Linked DNA regions of Sus scrofa: region 1 is linked to region 2. Evidence: chromatin contacts called from public Hi-C data. All regions are on one chromosome and are shown on one strand. The core of a region is the stretch at or near the end of the contact, and the rest is flanking DNA. Distances in the headings are between cores, read along the strand shown. Region 1 overlaps KLF7 (Kruppel like factor 7). Region 2 holds the start of KLF7 (Kruppel like factor 7).

The links. Hi-C and Micro-C count contacts between places; a contact is called where the count stands out from the background.
Region 1: a Hi-C map of liver shows a contact between it and region 2, with 8 times the contacts expected there. The contact joins the enhancer-like site here to the promoter of KLF7 in region 2. A contact is called at or near these places in 8 of 47 Hi-C or Micro-C datasets (embryonic fibroblasts, heart right ventricle, liver and 4 more) and 1 of 2 datasets of contacts at active chromatin or transcription factors (skeletal muscle).

Annotation. Positions count from the first base shown.
Region 1 is chr15:110,292,843-110,296,393 of Sscrofa11.1, forward strand. KLF7 (Kruppel like factor 7) reads right to left here. Exons shown (of 4, transcript NM_001097487.1): 3 at 3,061-3,184. Among named protein-coding and RNA genes, the nearest start is that of KLF7, 84 kb to the right of the region's middle. Within about 2 kb of position 2,054, at least 3 of the 83 cell types and tissues checked have an H3K27ac peak or open chromatin away from gene starts, as enhancers often do. A contact at or near this core is called in liver, where this site is marked.
Region 2 is chr15:110,377,227-110,380,973 of Sscrofa11.1, forward strand. KLF7 (Kruppel like factor 7) reads right to left here and starts at 1,876. Exons shown (of 4, transcript NM_001097487.1): 1 at 1,581-1,876. The coding sequence starts at 1,682.

The DNA.
Region 1 (3,551 bases), core at 804-3,303, 84 kb before region 2:
GCGTATTTCTCTTGTGGAAACAGCCCTGATAACTGCCGTCAGGAGCCATGCTCTTTGGGCTGGCCCCTAACAGTTGACCACTTAGTGCGCTGCCCTGCTCAGTGCTCATTAAGAAATGGCAGAGCCACCTCACTGCTTTCTTCTCTAGCCCGAACCTAAAGCCAGAGGTCCTAAAACCCAACGTCTTCAGGGGCCAGACAGATCAAGTAAAAGGATGCGATGGGTCAAGTGTAGGAAACACAGCACTTTGAAACCATCTGATTCCACTGCTGACAAGGCACAGAGATGGAGGAATAGCCCTCTCCAGTAGGAGGAGACAACAGTCCGTGGGATGACCCTTGGCAATTGACGCTGCACACCGAGGAGACTGGGGCGGGGGTGGGGGCGCAGCGACACATGAGTGATCACATGGCCACCATGATAGGACGTGATGACTCTCCAGCTCCAGAAAATTATGGCCACATGGGACTGTGAGCCCACTCTTACCAAATCTTCTGATTTTTCCACAAAAAGCCAGGAATAGAGATTTTTGTGACATTTAGCAATTTTAAATGTTAGCAAAACAAACAAAAACTCATGTATTTTTTTGAATCTACCCTATAGGCGAAATGCAAGCATAAGTTAGACTTGGTCCATGCTTTAAGGACCAGAAACCCCAATCCTAGTTTAGCTTCTAAATAGGGTGGTCAGATTGCTCCAATTATACAAGGCAAGAGATAGGTTTCTGCGCTCACATGCACTGTGGTACTATCAGGATTCTGTGTCCTGCAGAGGACTACAGATGCCCTGTTTCTGAAGGTCAAACTCCTCTATGGAACATCAAGTCCCCAGCCACTCCAGGCTTTCCTTTCATTGGCTCTGGGACCACTCCAACTCCCTACGCTGTCTCCCAGACCTGCTTTAATTCTCAGTGCAGTTCCTGCAATTGAAGTATAAGGTGCTACCTGTCAGGAGACACCAGTCAACTCCACTCCCTGGTTTCTGACATTGGTGAAAACACACTGACCCTCAGCCCACACCACAGGACTTTGAGCTACTCACCAGCTTCCCCAAGTACCATGTTACAGAACTTGTGCCATCACCTCAGCAGATTTCTAGCTACAGAAACCCAGGTATATTGTGATGAAGAAAAGAGCACAGAGAACTAGGTAAATTTTCCATCCCTGACATGTCCTTCACTGAAATATCCAATGGGTTTGAAGCATTTCTTCATATAAATCACACCAATGGTCAGACTGAATCCTCATATGTCAAGTGCTAGACAGCTGCATATGGCTTAATAACTCAGGAGACAAGAAGAGAAGAATACTAACTGGTAATTTCCCCCTAAGAATTCTCTGTCTGTTTCCAAGGATAATGGCTGTCCATAATGCTCCATCTCCAGGGAAGAACCTCACCACCCTTCAGGACAGGGTGCCTCATCTGTACCTACTACCACCATTATTTGGGTAACTGATAAAGGATTCCTCTGCATCCCCCTTAATATAATAATGTTCTTTCTCCAAGCTGTGGACCAAGAGTGACCATCTATGTCCCTTCTCTATTAGTAGCCAGGGTCAGAGAGGAATGCCCTTGAGATGGGAGTTGAGAGAAGATCATCACTGAAATATAATCTATAAAAGAACAACTGCGGATTCACATAAATTCAGGGAGCCCTCAAGGTAATGGGAGAGACATTAAAAAACAGGTTGTTGGGGGGGGCAGGAAGGTTAGCAGAAGGGAGCTCCAAGGGGATGAGAGACAATAGCTTCATGGAGTGTACTTCCTTAGCCCTGGGGTGGGAGGTTATCTTCAGGCTCCAGGAGGCCTGGGGGCTTTATTTAGTTCTTAAAGAATGAAGATAAGAGGAAAATAGCCTCTTCAGGAAGAAGGAAAAAAAAAAAAAAGGAGGAAAAACATGATCGCTCCTTTATAAGCATCTTAAAGGAGCACCAAGCCAACTGGCCACCCATGAGATCTGGCCACTCCTGCCCGACTCTCCAAACAAACAGGCACTACTCCAGAGGAAGGTCTGGCAAGGGAGGTGCCGGCACAAGGATGGGGGAGGCAGGATGCGAAAGCGATCGCATTTCCTCCGACGCAGAGCCAGGCCTCTGCGGACATCCTGCACAGCCCTCCTGCCATCCTGCGAGCGGCTGGCCGAGCCGGGGAACCCTGAGGCTTTCAGGGCTTTTATCGTATTAGAAGCATTTCTCTCATCATAACCGAGACCTTTAGTATTGCATTAAAAAGATGGTTAATTTTCTTAAGCTTCCTTTTAAACACAGAAATAGGATTAGAAGGATAACACGCTCAGATGCAAGCCCATTATTTGATTATGACTAAACCTAATCCTGCCTTCACCTTGGCCTGCAGAGTCTCCATTTTGGGGTTTATTGGTTGATAATGCCAGGGCTGTCAGATACTATTACTTGTGTAGTATCTGTTGCTACGTGCTCTTTCTTCCACTATCAAATGCTGAAGGTTTGAAATTGAATTATAGGATCAGTTCTCAAAGCCTGGCCATCTTTTAGACCTGTGCACCTATTCTCAAAGAAAGGATGGTTCAGGCCCCCAAAGAATGAGAACTCTCTTCAGTAACTGCATTCCTAGCAGCGCTCAAAGGAAAGCCTTGTAACTAACCTTCCCTCTGTTAAGCAGGCTTTCTATGCTCTCATGTTGTTAAGGATGAGAGGAAAAATGGTATTGATGTTAATAAAAAGATCAGAAGCAACAGGTGACCATTCTCTATCCTGCTACTTTTCCTATTATACTAGAATCATGTGTCAGTCATCTCCTTGGAGGTAGGAGCTCTGTCTTACTGATACCCAGTGACTAACATGGTTCTGGTGTTCATGAAATACTTGCGTAACTGAACCAAGCATTCATACCATCTCTGGATTACATGCAAGAAGGCACCCTTATCTCATAGGTGTTTTCAGTGGAGAAGTAAAAGGCATGCCCACACCTGAGTCTCTGGGAGACACACTTGAGATAAACCCAAGAGCACACGACCCGCCCACCCTCCCGCCCACTCTACCATCTCCCTTCCCCATCCCAGGAGCTTCTTAGTTTCTTTACCTGTCGCAGTGGTTGCATTTAAAGGGCTTTGCACCTGTGTGTTTCCTGTAGTGCCTTGTGAGCTCATCGCTTCGTGCAAAACGCCACTCACACCCTTCCCATGAGCACTTATAAGGCTTCTCACCTGCAAGAAGAGATGGAATGACCATGGTCAGCAACAGGAACAAAAGGGCGATACACCTGATCAGGGTCTGCTGCCTATTCTTCAGACTTGGAAAGAACTACATTTCCCAACAGAGCATATCATAGTTTTCTTTTAGTCTCTGGATGTTTTTATTGTTATTATTGCTATTATTATTAACCTTCAAAAGTGGTTTCACAAGATCTTCAAATCTAGAGCCATCATTTCAGTTCCCAGAGCCAGAGCATCTCCTCGGATGGGTGAGGGATCAATTTTTATTTATTTTCTATTCCTTGGAGCACTCTGACCCCCCACACTCCAAGCAGAAAGGAAATGTGCTATTTTCATCTGAACCACAAATGCTTCTAAT
Region 2 (3,747 bases), core at 626-3,125:
TTGGTGAGATAGTCTCCTTAAGGATGAGGGAAAGGATACACTGAAGAAATGCCTTATGTTAAAAACGCTTGAGCTGTGTGTGCATTTAGAGGGAGATGGTCAAATCCATCAGCCAGCATCCTTGGGCAGGAATGCATGTGTGGACGCAGAGACACCGGAGGCCAGTACCTGGAGAAACTCATAGCCTCAGATCAGAAGGGAGAATAGCAACTAGTAACAATGGTACAGAGAGAGGATTGGCTCCTTACACCAAAAGCCAAACCTCTCTCCCTAAAGCAGCTACTGTTACATCCTAGGCTCAAGCTGGCAAATCCCGCTTTGGATACTGGCAGAGGAAATTCAGCCGTTCATTAGCCTTAACAAGCTGCTGTCACGGAGCGGAGAAGTTACACGAGCAGCCACACACCAAGCTTCTTGCAGCCCCTCCTCAAGGGCAAGCACGTTTTTCCAAGGCGGACCATGCAGGTTCGCACTTCCAATGTGCAAATTCAAACCGTCTTCTTGGACTTTCCATGATGCACACTGCAGAATTTTGAAAGACTACTCGTGTTCCTCCACTCCCCCATCCACCATCTTTCCTGCATTTAATGTCCCCTCAGCAGCTCCTAATCCTTACTGAGAAAACCACCATTTCCGCAGCAGATCTAGCACTTTCCACTGACCAGCACTTTCTTTATTCCACTTCACAAAGCCCAGGGAACTTGTCACCAGCCCCACTTCCCCCTTACTGGGACACCCAGCCAACTTGGCATCAGTGCCCTTCAGCATCTTAGGAGTTTCTTAACTAGTCCTCTAAGACAAAGTCAGAGGCATGGAAGTACACATCACCCTTTGTCAGAGGTTGTGCCAAGTGGAGAGGGACCCCTCCAAAAAAAGAGAAGCAAGGACACACATAGAGAAGGTGTTCTCTTTCTGAAGACGTTGCACTGGAAAGACCTACAATGCACGTTCAGCATTAGACAGATAACATCTTCCAGTCCTCCTCGGAAATATCCTCAAGTATCTCTTATCACTGGGCTCCTCTTCTTTCTGCCCACCTTCTAATCTCAAAATCAAGTTTCTATTCTTTACAGATACTCCCTAATTACTGGGAAAACACTCCGCTTTGCTCCTACCGCCTCCCCTCCACCTGACGGTCGTTAGCACAGTTGAAAGAGATGAACCTGATTTAAGGTTCAAGATTCAAGTAGGTAGAGCTCCTGCATATAGGGAAGCGGTACCTGTCACCGACGACTTGTAACCCAAACCACCTTCCCAACCCTCTCCTCCGAACCCCAGAAGTTAGGGAGGTCTCTGCTGGGGGACACTGAGCTCGACAACGTGTGCGCAAGGATGCGTGTTGGCGACTGAAACGCAGGCAGCTCAGACCGGCTGCTCAGCTCGGCACACTAAGGGGTTAGGGGGTGGGTGGAGAGGTAAGCAGATGACTGTTTCCGAAAACATTTTAAATAACAAACAGCCAAAAAGGGGGAAAAAAATAAACAACAACAACACAAAATTCAACCCCAAGCCCACACCAACGCAGCCCCTGCGCCTCCGCCGCCGCCACACGATTTACACAAGTAATTTAAATCATTCACCTGCTGCCAGGTCTCCTCCAGGGATGGCAAAGCTGAGAAGTAGCCGGTGTCGTGGACAAGTTGTAGCTCCTGGAATATACTATAACTAGCCAACACGTCCATGCTGCTGCTGCCGGGCAAAACGGGAGGAGAAACCCTCCCCCGAACACAGTTGGGTCTGTTTGTTTGTCAGTCTGTCTGGCTCACCCCCCAAGAAGGCAGACATCCAGTGGCCCTTTTGTTTTGTTTTGTTTCAGTCAACTAAAAAGGAAAAAAAAAAAAAATCAATGCAGGAGAGAGGGAGAGAGGAGGTGAGAAAGGAGAGACTGAGTGGGGCGGATGGAAAGAGGCATCCAGCGTGTACAGTGCAGACGGCTGCCAGGAAAAGGGGACTTCTCCACGGGAGTAACAATTCCCTTCCAGGGCTCTAATCACTCCAGCTCGTGGATCAGGAAGGGGGATGCAAACTCACTGACACGAAGCTGCCATCTATTTCTGCAGCGCTGTTCGCTCCTAATGCAATCTTTGCTCTTTATTTTGGGAGGTTGCATTTTTTTTTTCTCGCGATCGCTTCTCTCCCCCCCTTTCCTTCCTCCCCACCCCCCACCCCATCCTTGCTAGTTTGTAGTCTTCCCCCCCTCCTTTTCTCCTCCTCCTGCTCTTCCCCCTCCCCAAACTCCCTCCCTCCGCCCGGCTCTCCGCGCAGCCGTGGGATCTCGGAGGAGGGCGTCCATTAGGCCGCGTGTGACCATGTAAGGTAAACAGGGGGCTCATGAAGTCACTGAAGACCAATGGGGAGCACGAAGCGAGGCCTGGGGCGGGGCTTGGTCCTGGCGACGGGCTTGGATTGGCGCGCTGCGGATCTCCCTGCTGCCTTACAAGGCGGTGCGAGGCGAGCTATTTTTAGAGGGCTATATAAGGGGGCTGAGGCTGCCGCCGGGCTGCCGGGTAACACGAGCGCGAGGGACGGGGAGGGTCGCGGCGACACTTGCGCTGGCTCCGGGGACGCCGAGGCGGCCGGGATCGGGCTGCACGCCGGCCTCCGACCCTCGCTTTGGTGCCTAGCGGAGCCAGGGCGTTCGGAGCCGGTTCCCCTGAGAAGGGAAAGGGTCGCATGTTGCCGTTCTGGCGTGGACGCGGCCGGTCAGGAGGTGAAAGTCCAGAACGCTGGGTTAAGATGCCTCCTGGAGGAGGAGCGGGGCGGGGGACTGAGAAGCCAGCGTGGGGAGGAGGGCCGGCCACTTCCCACTCCACCTACCTCCTAGGCCCGGGGGCGGGGAACCGCGAGGGAGGGGCAGCGCAAAGGACTTCCTCACTTCCTAAAAGATAAACCGGCGTGGGGGGCGGGAAAGAAAAAGTCACCAAAAGCCCCTTCACGAATTCCCCACAGGCTGCCAGGGTGCAGAGAAGAAGCGCCAGAGGAGAAAGTGCCGCTCACAATGGAGCAGAACAAAGGGGAGCGGAGCGCAGAGAGCAGCCTGTGCCCGCCCCGCGCCCGCACGCAGTCCCCGCCCCCCACGCCCCTTGGCGCCGCGGTGCGCCCCCCGCCCCCCAGCCTGTCCTGCCTTCTGACCCCGTGAAGGGGGAATGCAGCCGGGGTCAGACCCCCAGTTAGCGCTGACTGGAAGGGGACACTTTACTGGAGTGTGTTAAAGACAATAGAGGGAAGCTGGGTGGACGTGGGGTGCAGGCTGGAGCTGGCAACTTGCTCTGGTGTTAAAGGCAAGGCTCCCCATGTGGCTTGGAGAGAGGATGTCTACCTGCCCAAAGTGCGGTGGTGAGAGGAGAGGAACCGAATTACTTTCTGAAGCTATCATATAGAGTTTTATCTATAGAGACCCTGTTGTCTCTTAGGTGAAACCCTTGCACTACGCACGTTGTTGGGGTTGAACAGTTGTTTGCTTGACCTTAAGTGGTTAGTCGTTCAAGCTTCCCCAAAATGCACTGAGAGCTGAACTTCCACTTCTGGAATGATTGCAGAATTTGGTATTTCTTCAGAGATGAGAAACTTAATTCACCCTGCAGTGGAAGAAACATATCCACCTTAATCACCCTTCTCAGCTGTCTCGCCTTCTTACTATGTGGAACTCCATATCTCAATATTTGAAAGATTCTGTTTTATAGAACAAACACCATTTGAAATTCAGTATTTGTCAGGGGAAATTAAACAGGAATTATTGAGTTGAGG